Linked DNA regions of Mus musculus: all the other regions are linked to region 1. Evidence: chromatin contacts called from public HiChIP or PLAC-seq and promoter capture Hi-C data. All regions are on one chromosome and are shown on one strand. Each heading gives the region's core, a stretch centred on a gene start, on an enhancer-like site or on the middle of the called end of the contact. The rest is flanking DNA. Distances are from core to core; before and after follow the strand shown.

Evidence for each region. HiChIP or PLAC-seq counts read pairs in DNA pulled down with a chosen protein or histone mark. Capture Hi-C pulls out chosen DNA fragments and counts their contacts.
Region 2: an H3K4me3 HiChIP or PLAC-seq map of forebrain shows a contact between it and region 1, with 4 times the contacts expected there. The contact joins the enhancer-like site here to the promoter of Cda in region 1. A contact is called at or near these places in 5 of 39 promoter capture datasets (3T3-L1-derived adipocytes, the C10 cell line, embryonic stem cells and 1 more), 1 of 484 Hi-C or Micro-C datasets (the N1E-115 cell line) and 3 of 115 datasets of contacts at active chromatin or transcription factors (embryonic basal ganglia, embryonic stem cells and forebrain).
Region 3: an HNF4G HiChIP or PLAC-seq map of pancreatic cancer cells shows a contact between it and region 1. The contact joins the promoter of Pla2g2e here to the promoter of Cda in region 1. A contact is called at or near these places in 14 of 39 promoter capture datasets (the 3T3-L1 cell line, the C10 cell line, the HPC-7 cell line and 9 more), 1 of 115 datasets of contacts at active chromatin or transcription factors (pancreatic cancer cells) and 1 of 9 other capture datasets (adipose tissue).
Region 4: a promoter capture Hi-C map of adipose tissue shows a contact between it and region 1. The contact joins the promoter of Ubxn10 here to the promoter of Cda in region 1. A contact is called at or near these places in 9 of 39 promoter capture datasets (the 3T3-L1 cell line, the C10 cell line, cranial neural crest and 6 more), 1 of 115 datasets of contacts at active chromatin or transcription factors (pancreatic cancer cells) and 2 of 9 other capture datasets (adipose tissue and embryonic stem cells).

The regions. Positions count from the first base shown.
Region 1 is chr4:138,366,550-138,369,370 of GRCm38.p6, forward strand. It overlaps Cda (cytidine deaminase), which reads right to left and starts at 1,406. Exons shown (of 4, transcript NM_028176.1): 1 at 1,241-1,406. The coding sequence starts at 1,394.
Region 2 is chr4:138,840,271-138,843,446 of GRCm38.p6, forward strand. It overlaps a transcript of Pla2g5 not described here. Among named protein-coding and RNA genes, the nearest start is that of Gm32930, 22 kb to the right of the region's middle. Within about 2 kb of position 1,286, at least 18 of the 459 cell types and tissues checked have an H3K27ac peak or open chromatin away from gene starts, as enhancers often do. A contact at or near this core is called in forebrain, where this site is marked.
Region 3 is chr4:138,876,086-138,879,217 of GRCm38.p6, forward strand. It overlaps Pla2g2e (phospholipase A2, group IIE), which reads left to right and starts at 1,857. Exons shown (of 5, transcript NM_012044.2): 1 at 1,857-1,987.
Region 4 is chr4:138,723,874-138,726,760 of GRCm38.p6, forward strand. It overlaps Ubxn10 (UBX domain protein 10), which reads right to left and starts at 1,392. Exons shown (of 2, transcript NM_178671.5): 1 at 1,308-1,392. It overlaps Pla2g2c (phospholipase A2, group IIC), which reads left to right and starts at 1,452. Exons shown (of 6, transcript NM_008868.3): 1 at 1,452-1,615; 2 at 1,858-1,984.

The DNA.
Region 1 (2,821 bases), core at 156-2,655:
AGCGTTGGAAGCTGGTACCCATGCTGGGGTGGGCCTTGGTGATACAGCTGGGTTTTTTGAGTCCTTTCTGCTCCTGTAAGTGACCCCTCACCCATATTCCTGTAGGTAAGTCCAGTTGGTTCACCAAGTTGGACTTTGGAGGTATCTGTACTTCGACCTGTTGTGGGCTCCCTCTCTGGGGTGAGTAGACTTGTGTTGCATCTCCCCAGGGAAGGTTTTGTCACACAGCTGGGTGATTCATGAAGCTCACAGAGGCTCAGTCAACAAGGCATACGAATGGGCACTGTAGTTGTCACCTGTCCACACCATGTCCCAACTGAACATGTCCTTAAGTTTACCAAGCTCCCTTCTTTCCTCCTCCTTTCTCCTTCCTTCCCTCCTCCCTTCCCTTCCTTCTTCCCTTCCCCCTCCACCCTCCTTTCTTTTCCTTCCCTTCCTCCCTCCTCTCCTCCCTCCTCCTTCCTTCCCTCCCTCCTCCCCTTCTTCCTCCCTCTCTTCCTCCTTCCCTCCCTTCTCCTTCTCTACCACTCTCTCCTTCCCTTATTCTCTTTCCCCTCCTTTTGTTCCCCTAAACCCAGACCCTTGTGTGAGCGAGTACCACACCATAGCTGCAGCCCATTCTGGCCTGCTTGAGGGTCTATAAACATGAGCTCAGGGCAGATCCTGTTAACTCAGTAAAGACTGCTGGATTCCCAGACGGTGTCTGGATCCTCTCCTCCAAAAACAAACAAACAAACAAACAAACAACGCTCTGTCTGCCTGATGCCATCCCTCCCCAGCCAATCCCAGCACCCCAGGGTGCAGGAAGGTGGGGCTTTGGGAGGTCCAGCCCTGGGTCCCATCACCAGTGCCTCCTGTAACTTAGGACATGCCTCTGGCCTCAACTTCTTCATCTTAAAATGGGTCTAATATTGGGCAGGAGGTCAGAGAAAGAACTAACGGATGGGAGGTGAATACTGGGCATACAGGACACTCAGTAAGTAATCCGAGTCTCCTGCCATGCAGGTCGTGGACGGTTTTCATTTTGGCTTCTCCCTCTAATCTCACGTGCAAATTCCCTTCCCCACTCCAGACTTCTAAGAACAGAGAGGCACTGTGCAGATAAGCAGTTGAGTGAGCCCACAGCCTCGGTGAGAGCAGGGGAGGAGCAGTGAGGAGGGGACCACGCTGTTTCTCCTCTTCACCTGTACCTGGGCCCCATTCATGCTGCCCCAGAGTGGACTCCGGCGACAGCCCTTACCAGAGAAGATCCTCCCGTCCCCGGTGAGCAGGGCAGCCCCCACAGGGAAGCGGCTGTAGGGGCAGTAGGCTGACTTCTTGGCCTCACGAGAGGACAGCAGCAGCCGCTGGACGTGCTCGGGCTCCACAGCACAGGAGGGGCGTTCCTGGGCCATGTCGGTCCGAGGCGGGTGAGCTGGTCGCTGCAGAGGAGAGGAAACCGGTGCTGGCCGTCTGCCCGCACTGGCCAAGAAGAGGTGGCTCCTCCCCCGGGGTGTGTCCCTGCGCTAGAGGGAGACCTGGAGGCTGGCTCCCAGGCTGGCGGGATGCTGGCCAGGACTTGGCAGCCCAGTGAGTCTCCCAGGGCGGGAGCCCGGAGGATATGGAGTTTACGACTGAGCTGCGGGGGTCCCACGGTGGACCGGTATGTGGTGCCCACCAGTGAGACAGTTTCCTTTAACAACTTCACTCACTGTCAACATAGATCAAGAGTGGGCCACAGGGCGGGTGCCACCTCAGTGGATGGCTGTAGACACAGTCCCAGGGAGGAGGATTCTGGGTGGGTCTGTGTGACACCTGAGGTCAAAGCTCAAAGGATCCTGATTCCTCAGAATATTTAATGGCTTGTTTTTTACACCGAGAGAAGGGTTCAGGCTGAAAGTTCAGAACTTGGGCAACCATGTCAGCGTGCCAAGTTAGAAGGTATGCGAAGCCGAGGAAACGTCTCTGTTTTCAGTAGCTTGGCTTCATTTCCTTCCTGTCCTAACCTAGCCATTAAAACCATCCCAGCTGGAGGGAAACAGGGCCCTCCTTCTTCTTCCCTCCCTTCCTCCCTCGCTTCCTTCCTTCCTTCCTCTTCATGAACCTTGTTGGGTTGGTGGTACCGGAAATGGATTTACACCCTGGCTGTTCTCTTTGTCTTACACACAAATGTTAGTGGGTTCCTTGTCAGACGTCGGCACGTTTGCTGTCTACAGTGGGGGTAGCAACAGACGTGTGGGAGCTTTGGATTAGAGTGGGCTGTGGCTTGGGTTCCAGGTATCTGTTTATTAGCTCTCCCAGGAAGAGCTGCGCTACCTCTCAGAGCCTCAGTTTCCTTATCTACAAAATGGGTGCACAATTGGCAGTCCCTTCCTGTGGTTACCAGACTGAGATGATAATATGGTCCAGGGAGTCTGTGGGGAGAGGATATAGAAGTGGCACATGGGAACACTTCAAACAAACCGGCTTATTGTCCTTAAGTGACTTGGCCAAGTCCATAGAGAGTGGGCCGGATTGCAGCCAGCACAGCCAGACATGTCCAAGTGTCGCCGGATGGTCACCAAGCAGGAGTGAATCAGCAGCTTCTCTGAGGGCTTGTGTGGTGCTGAGGACTGGGAGGAAGAAGGCAGGAGAGAGCAGAGAACGGGGCAGCATCTCCCCACTCCCACCCCCACCCCACCCCACAAGCAGACACCTCTGCCCAATAGTTTAGCAACCCTGTACCCAGGACCCTGGGCTCCTAGCCATACATAGATGAAACCCATGCCCGGCAGTGCCAGTGCCTGGTGGGTAAGTTTTGCCTCATTTTCTCCCGACATCTCCCTCCATTACGTGTCCCCTT
Region 2 (3,176 bases), core at 36-2,535, 470 kb after region 1:
TGAGTTCCGTTACACTGGAATTACAGGCGTGCTCTCTCATGCCCGGCAGGCTGGCCTCTGTCAATAACTACGTTCTTTATAATTAGTGTTTATACTCATGGGTTTTCTGGCGGATCCTTGCCCTTTCCTTGTACAGCTGACACTTTCTTTTATGTGGCGGGACTGAATTGGACATTCTGTGCTGTCTGGTAAATGTCCTATCGTCTGGTGACTGTCACTCTGGGTAGGGGACAGAAAAGTGATAAACCTCCCATTCCACCATCCCCTTTGCTGCCACCATAAGGAGCTACTCTGTTCAGCACCTTGTCACCAAGCACCTGAAGAGGCAGCACTGGCTACGACCCTCACCCTGAGGTGTGGCCTGCCATTCTGGGTGTCCCCCGGTAGGTAGAAGGACTGGAGAAGAGGAAGGAAAGGACTCTGAGGGCAGGAGACTGCCTGCATTGGTTTTCACCCTTTCTCACCAGATAGTGATTCGGGATAGCTGTGACTCTGACAGAAATGGAGATCTATTTCCTAGAAAGACATTGAACCCTGCCCTTCAACAACAGTCCCAAGAACTTGAAATCTCCACAGGAGTGTCACACTGAGAGAAGAAAAATTCGAAAGCCTGGTGCCAGCCAGAGGAAGACTCCAACCTCTGACAGCTTGACAGCTCGCCAGCCCACACTGTGGGGTGTTAGAGCAGAGGAGATGGGTGAGTGACGTAGGACCACGCATTGGCCAAGGCCGATTAGTTACCTCTTGCCTCTCTTCAGGTCAAGACCTATGTATGCCGTGTCAAGGAGATGAATTTGGGGTTCATGAGACCTCTGTGTTACTCTTTCCACCATAGCTATGTTGAATACGTCTTTCTTTGTGTTTCTGTTGCTTCTGTTTAATTGGCCTGTTGAGGTCAGGTGGCTGAGCCTGGCTTGTCCGAGCTTCCAAAGCATAGCCTCTGACCCAAAGGGCTCTGGTGACATCATCACACTTCCAGGGCCCAATTATCTCGGAATCAAGGAGCAAACAGAAGGAAAATACAGTGTAGAAAGTCTCCTAGCTAGGCGTAGCAGCTTGAACCTGTAATTCCTACACTCCAGAGGCTGAGGAGGAGCCTGAATTTGAGACTAGCCTGGGCCACATAATGAGAGAGAAGAAAGGAAAAAGAACAGTGTCCTCCGCCCTGCCCACTGTCTGACCCTGCTCTCTGCCTGCTCCAGCACCCACGAGCTCGGCTCCTCACAGCTATACCCTGCTGTCCAGGTTGCCCCAGCTTCCCACAAGGCTTGGCAAAGGCTCTTTTCTCACTCCCTCAGATCCAGGCTCCTCTCTCAGCTGTCACTCTGCCAGACTGGTTTTGGCAAAGGAGCTGTGAGTCTCTGCTAATTTTCAGTCTCGGCACAAAAGTGGGAGGGGACGTACGGTGCAGGATCCTGTGTATAATTTAGAAGCACACACAGAGTTGCATAAACACTGAGTCCTTTTCAAGGCACCATGCATCTAAATAAACATAGAGAGCGGCTTCAGTGGTGGATGCAGGATGGGAGGGAAAATTTAATGCAACAAACCGAGGCAGTGTCTTCCCCCGGCCAGTGATAGGTTGCGGCATGCTGTGAGGGGAGACCACTGGCAGGGAGGGCTAAAGATCGATCGGCCAGCTAGGTGTTTAAAGGCCAGGTAGATGACTCAATAAGTAAAGGTGTATGATGGCTTGTATATGCTTGGCCCAGGGAGTGGCACTACTAGGAAGTGTGGCCTTGTTGGAGTGGGTGTGGCCTTGTTGGAGTGGGTGTGGCCTTGGAGTGAGTGTGGCCTTCTTAGAGGACACATGTCAATGTGGGCATGAGCTTTAATACCCTTGACCTAGCTGCCCGGAAGCCAGTCTTCTCTTATCGGCCTTCAGATGAAAACGTAGAACTTTCAAATCCTTCTACACCATGCCTGCCTGGATGCTGCCACGCTTCTGCCTTGATGATAATGGACTGAATCTCTGAACCTGTAAGCCAGCTCCAGTTAAATATTGTTCTTAGAAGAGTTGCCTTGGTCATGGTGTCTGTTCACAGGAGTAAAACCCTAAGACAGAAGTTGGTACCAGGAGTAGGGTATTGCTGTGATAGGCCTGACTGGTTTTGTTTGGAAGAATGTGGATTTGGGGACTCTGGATTTGGAAAGCAGTAGAATGCTTTAAGTGGGGCTTAATGGGCTATTCTAAATAGGAATATGGAAGACTTTGTTGCTGTGAATGATTTGAACTGTGAGGACCTGGCCCAAGAGATTTCACTGGAGAAAAACTTCAGTATGTGGCCTAGAGGCTGTTTTTGTGGTATATTGGTGAAGAATGTGGCTGCTTTTTGCCCTTGTCTGAAGAGTCTACCTGAGGCCAAGATAAAGAAATGTATATTAATTGCATGGGCAAAGGAAGTCTCAAAAAAGCCCAGCAGAGACTTTTTTCTCTGATTTAGTCTTATAAAGAACGTTTTAATGAAAAGGAGAAAGCTGAGAAAGGAAAAATATAAAATATATGGTTCAATCCATTAGCTAATGGATGGATCACAGGGCTCCCAATGGAGGAGCTAGAGAAAGTACCCAAGGAGCTAAAGGGATCTGCAACCCTATAGGTGGATCAACATTATGAACTAACCAGTACCCCGGAGCTCTTGACTCTAGCTGCATATATATCAAAAGATGGCCTAGTCGGCCATCACTGGAAAGAGAGGCCCATTGGACACGCAAACTTTATATGCCCCAGAACAGGGAAACGCCAGGGCCAAAAAGGGGGAGTGGGCAGGTAGGGGAGTGGGGGTGGGTGGGTATGGGGGACTTTTGGTATAGCATTGGAAATGTAAATGAGCTAAATACCTAATAAAAAATGGAAAGGAAAAAAAATAAAAATATATATATATATATGGTTCAAGTAATAAAAGGACACCAGGAAGTGAAATGGAGCTGAATCCCGTATTTAAGGAGATAAAGAGATTAAGAGAGGGGCTGGTGAGATGGCTCAGTGGGTAAGAGCACCCGACTGTTCTTCCGAAGGTCCAGAGTTCAAATCCCAGCAACCACATGGTGGCTCACAACCATCCGTAACGAGATCTGACTCCCTCTTCTGGAGTGTGTGAAGACAGCTTCAGTGTATTTACATAAAATAATAAATAAATCTTTAAAAAAAAAAAAGAGATTAAGAGAGTGGTGAT
Region 3 (3,132 bases), core at 607-3,106, 510 kb after region 1:
GAGAGAGAGAGAGAGAGAGAGAGAGAGAGAGAGGCTGGAGCTCCTTAAGACTCTAGGAAACATAGGAAGCCTGTGACAGGAAGTGAAGGATGACAGCTGGCTGGCAGCAGTGCTCACAGCTCTCTAGGGAACTTGTAAATCATAGCCTTTGATTTGATGGTGATGGTTGTATTGACTTCTAAACTAAAAGAGGGGGGGTATGTGTTCATGTGTGTGCTGTGTATGTGTGTATGCATGTATGTGTTGTACGAGTGTGCCTATGTGTGTGTCTGAGTATGTCTGTATGCATGTGTATGCGTATATAAGTATGTGTATGTGTGTACATGTGTGTGCATGTATATGCATGTATATGTGTATTGTACAAGTGTGTGTGCATGTGTGTATATGTGTGTTGTATAAGTGTGTACATGTGTGTGCACATGTGTGTATCCATGTGTGTGTTGTATGAGTATGTATGTATATATGTGTATACATGTATGTGCACATGTGTGTATGTGTGTGCATGTGTGTACACATGTATGTGTATGTGGCTGTGTGCACATGTATGTGTATGTGGGTACATGTACACATGTGTGTGCTTGTGTGTACATGTGTTGCATACCTGTACTCACAGGTATACACACCCATGAATGTGCATGAAGAGGCCAGAGGAAGACATTAGGTATCCTGCTCTCTCACTCTCTTATTCCCTTGAAACAGTCTCTCTCGATGAACACAGAGACAGCCAGCAGCCAGCAAGCCCCAGTCATCCTCCTGTCTCCATTCCCTAAAGCACTGAGGTTCCAGACATGTACAGCCACACGTGACTATTTATGTGGGTGTCGGGGATTTGAACCCAGGCCCTCACACTTATGCAGCAAACCGTCTCACCGACTGAGCCCAGCCCCCTGAAACCCCTTACTCTTTATTATTTTAGACATGTAGCCCAAGCTGGCCTTAAACTACTCCTACACACACAAAGATGACCTTTAGTTTCTGGCACTCTCGCCTCTGCCTGCTGAGCGCTGAGGTTCCAGATGGGCACCCACATACCCAGGTCACGCAGGGCAGGGCATCAGATCCAGGGCATCAGATCTGCCAAGCAAGCACTGCACCAACTAGGCTGCCTCTCCAGCTCCCCCAAAGATACAAATAAATACCAAGAGCAAGAAAATGGCACTGCAGTCTGAGCTCCTCAGTGTCTCACACATATCCATCCTGACCTCCATGTCAACCACTCCAGCTGCCACCCTGGAACCCCACCCTTCCATCCGACTATCAAGTAGAGACAGTGGTCCCATGAGTGTGCTGGAAGCATAGGCTCCCTGCATGCTTCCCCCCTCCCCCTGCCCAATATTGATTGGTTCCCCCTGAGGACAAGGCTGCCCACAAAAGGCCTTGCCATCTCATGTCTCCTTTGTCTGGCTTACAGCCCTAAAAAGTCAGTCTAATTATTTCCATTTTTATAGATGATTCAGGTCCTGACTTTGCTGTAATTTCTGCCACATTGCACAAGAGGTGTGAAGGCCCTAACACCAACACCCTTTCTGGAATGTCTGAACCTTTCTAAGTCCAGCTTCCACTAGCATTGCACTTCAATGGGGTAGCCTCCTCCAGGAAGCTAGCCCAGATTTCTCCAACATGATACAGCCCTATGGGAACATTCAGTGTCCCATCCTGCCCAGGTCAGGATTCAAAAGCAAACTGTCTCAGAATCCAGGCTCCTCTTGCGCTCCCTACTCCCAGGGACTAAACTTCGATGCCATGCTGTTGGGAGTCAGCTGTTCCTATGACTCATGGTTTGAGGCCTCGTGACCCAGGCCAGAAGCTAGGGACTGCCAGAAGAACTCTCATTAAAAATCAAAAGGAAATGGCAAGAAAAGAGACCTCTCTCAGTAGACGGTGACTCAGAGCTGCAGGGTGTACCAGGCAGGTGGACTTGGTCCCCATCACCTTTGCAACAGGGACAGAGCTTGCAGTACCCAGATGCCCCTGGGAGGTGGCAGAGGTAGGAGTGTGGTTTCAGGAAGTGGATGGGCAGGGTTGGATGTGGGGTTGAGGCCCTGTGTATAGCCTTGTTTACAACTCCCCTCCTGTGTTCAAAACCTTTCTTCCCCAGTCACATAGCCGAGGGAGTCGGGCTACTCAGAGCTCTCCTCCTGACTCTTCAGAGAAACTTCCCAGGGACAGGGCACTTTGGCCAGGGTGTCTAGATTCCTTCTCTTGAGACCCAGCCAAGTCCACAGAATGCAGACAGACCCCAGGCCCTCAGAGCAGCTGAGGCTTGAAGCTGGACAAGGGGTCATTAGTCACGTGCCCCAGGTGCCTCCTCCCATGAGAGTTTTTCCCGAGACTGGAAGAAAAATAGAGAAGAGAGAATTAGGCTTTATAATTGTGTTATTATAAAGTCAGACATAGTCCAGGCTGTATTAACATCATTCCTCTGATTTTATTTAAAAAACAAAAAACAAAAAACAAATCGTGGTCTGAGTAGCACAGCGCTCACCTACCCACCCCCGCCCTCAGCCCAAAGGGGCTAAGTTGGCCCTTGGTGAGCCCTTTAGGGCTGCCTGGGTCCACATTCCAGCTCCTTATTTACTGAGGTGTCTGTCTGTCTGTCTGTCTGTCTGTCTGTGTCAGTCCCCACCTCACCCCCTGTCGTGGGCTATGGAGGGTCTTTGGCCCTGTGTACACCCCTGTGGCCCTGCACATGCTCAGTGCGAGCCAGTTCTCATGAAGGAGGTGAGGCAGGATGCCCCTGTCTCTGTAACACAGACAGGAACACTGAGGTCCCAAGCAAGGGAAAGGGACTGCCCAGGGCCTCGTGCGTGATCCGTGGTGGAAACAGGATTCAGAAAGCCCTGGGTGTTGACAGAAGCAGATGGCCAAGTTATCTCAGTCACCAGTCATGAAGAGGGACGGTTGGGGAGGAACACTTCTGCACTGGAAACAGGACACACTCGGAACTTGGCTCCGAGAAAGCTTCAGTTTCTCCACAGCACTGGGCCTCATCCAATGGGTTGGTTACAAGGAAATGAACACAATAGGAAGCATAGGGGAAAAAATGGGGCACAGACCCCGGGAGCAAAGTTAGCAATTTAAGAGTGTGGGGGTCCAGAGAAGGTGGAACAGAAGGAAAGATGGCCACACGAC
Region 4 (2,887 bases), core at 142-2,641, 360 kb after region 1:
GAGACTAACACCTCCTTCAGGTAAAGCCGTTACACCCAACCTGCTTTTATAACCCACCGCCTCCTACCCAGCACAGAGACCATCTGTTACACAGAGGGAACACCAGCTCCCACCCCCACCCAGAAGGAGGGCAGGATGCTACAGGAAACAGGTGTTTGGAGAACGGCAGCCATGGCGCCTTCAGAGATACACACACACACACCCTGGGTCCCAAACTCTACCTTTGCCCTCTGTCTAGGCTCCTGCGACAGCACAATCCCTGCATGGCTCATTTATTTCATCACCTCTAGGGCCTGGCAGACACTCAACTACAAAGTGATTTGACAACGTCTAGGCGTAGGCATCCATCACGCTGCCAGCAGAAGAGACAAGTAGCCTGTTTACTTAAACACAATAGCTAGGAGGCAGACGCCTGCTAGGAAGCAGGAAACAAAACACGGGCCACTATTTTCAAGATGTTGCCCTCCAGAAGGGCAGGTGCCCATTCCTTAGGATTATCACCACACGAACAGGAAGGAAGGGACATTGGATACAAATGAAATCAAGATTCCCGTGGTTTTCCAATGGTGCCCACAAGCCACCATAGGGTCAGACCATGGTACTTCACAGCCCAAATCTAAACCTACAGCGCAAGCAGCAAAATACACCCTCCTACGAACCATCTGCTGGCATATACCGGGACATGTACACGTGCATTGGTCTTTTAAAATTGTTTATCAGTTACTACCACCCACTGCCGCCACCCCATAGTCCCCAGCCTGGCTTACAAAATTAAACTCTGTAAAGGAACCAACCCCGGGGGATGGAGGGGGAGAGAGGGAGAGAGAGAGGATCGAAACCACTCGCTATGCTACCCCAAACCAGAGATTACAATGTGGGAAACCACAAGCCACCAAGTGAGTGAAGAGAGAGAACCGGGGTTGATTCCAGGATAGAAGGGCGGGCGAGGGGGTTGGGGAGAGGCCTCTATTATTTCCGTGGTCTGGCAGGTCTGGAAGCAAAGCTTCAAGTGCAGAAGGAAGAGGAGTGTTCCGGGAATGGCAGAAAGGTCTGGAACGTGAATGCAGACCTGGGTAAAGGGCACTTGGAGCTGTGGGAGGCTCCCTGCAGCTCCTGCCTCTGCACATGACCCCGACTCCCTTCTCTCTCTTTGGATCTGGGTCCAGGGACTGGCTTGTAGACGCCCCTCCCAGGAGATTCCCTTAGCTGCTGCAGACTCAGGCTCCAGCCAGGTTGGCTCTGTCCCTGGGGAGGGCCACTCAAATGCCTGCCTCTCAGTTTCTGGGGACCCACAGCGGGCCTCTCACCTCGCAGCTCAGCTCCATCCGCCTCCGGTGCCTGGCTGCGACCAGCTGGTAAACAGCCCTGTCTCCCTGGCAACCGCCAAGGGGTGGGGGCCACGTGCTTCCGGTGGGACCGGAACCTGCCTGACCTGGACCGCAAGCTGAATTGGACTAGGGCACGGAGGGCGGAGGGGCAGAGGTGGTTCACGGATTCCAGGCTCAGGACCTTGGTGTGGCCCTGCCCCATGGAGGCCACAGGGCCCTGGGCCTGGACCCCTGCCATTGGAACTCTTCTTCCTGACCTGGCCTGACTCTTGTGTCTCCTGGGGAATGTGCGTTCAGGGGAGAGGGAGCCCTGCCCTGGAGTCGGGGGTAGGGACCAGGAACAAATCCCTGTCAATCCTTGGCCTGACTTTGCCAGTGTCCTTGTTTTAAACAGGGTTGTGCAACTGTTTTAAAACGAGACCCTTAGAATCTGGGTGGTGATTTTTTTAGGGTATGTTGTCATGGGGGTTCCCACCCCCAGGCCACCAGTCTTGTGATCACCACCTGTATCTCCTATTTCCTCCTTAAGGGTCTAACTATATACAGTCAGCAACTCCAGCCACTTCACCGCGTTTCCCAACAGCTTTGAGTTTTGGAGGCCGGCAGCCTGACTGCTTTCTCAGAAGCTATGGTCCACTACCTCAGCCATTCTGTTGGTAAGAGTCCTCCTGGCCCTACTGTCATCCCATCAGTGTGATGGATGCCTTAGCTGGAATCTGTCCAACCCACACCGAGCCATGACATGTCACACACATGAGACCCTCTGCCCTCCCTGGCCAGCCTTCTGTTTCCTGCCCTCTCCAATAGCTATTTCAAATCCTATCTGTCCTCTAAAAACCTCCCACATGCCGTCTTCCTTCCTCCCTCCCTGTGGGATGACAGTCTCCTGCCCTCTGCAAAGGAAAATAGAAACCATTGAATGTGAACCTTCTTAGTTGTCTGCTGTCAGACCAGAGGGCTCCCAGCCTTTGCACGATTGCTCTCTTGCCTCTGGTCTGTTAGAATGGTCATCTGATCCCATCCCTGTTAGCTGTCTCTGAGGTGCTTCCCAACCACAGCCACACACACGCACACACGCACACACACGCGCGCGCGCACACACACACATACACACACACACACACATACACACACACTCTCCCCCTCCCTAGGCCCAATATCCTTGCTTCTGTTGAAACCTTGACTTAAATGAAGACTCTTCCCTAGTTTAGCCTGTCCCTTCACTTGCCCAATTCCTCCCTGTCTTTGTTCCAATCTAATCAACTCTTCCTTCCAAGCTGGCATTAAGATGACTTTAAAGCTGAGAAGTGACAGCGCATTCCTTTAATCCCGACACTCAGGAGGAAGAGGTAGGCGGATCTCTGAGTTCAAGGCCAGCCTGGTCTACAGAGCAAGTTCAAGAACAGTCATGACTACATAGGGAGACCCTGTCTCAAAAACAAAACAAAACAAACAAACAAGAAAAAAAAAACTGCTTTAAAAGGAGTCCCGTTGGACTCTGCTCTAGACAGACCCTTAGAGTAATTTAGTGATTGAACTAGTAGAAGTTAACTAATAGA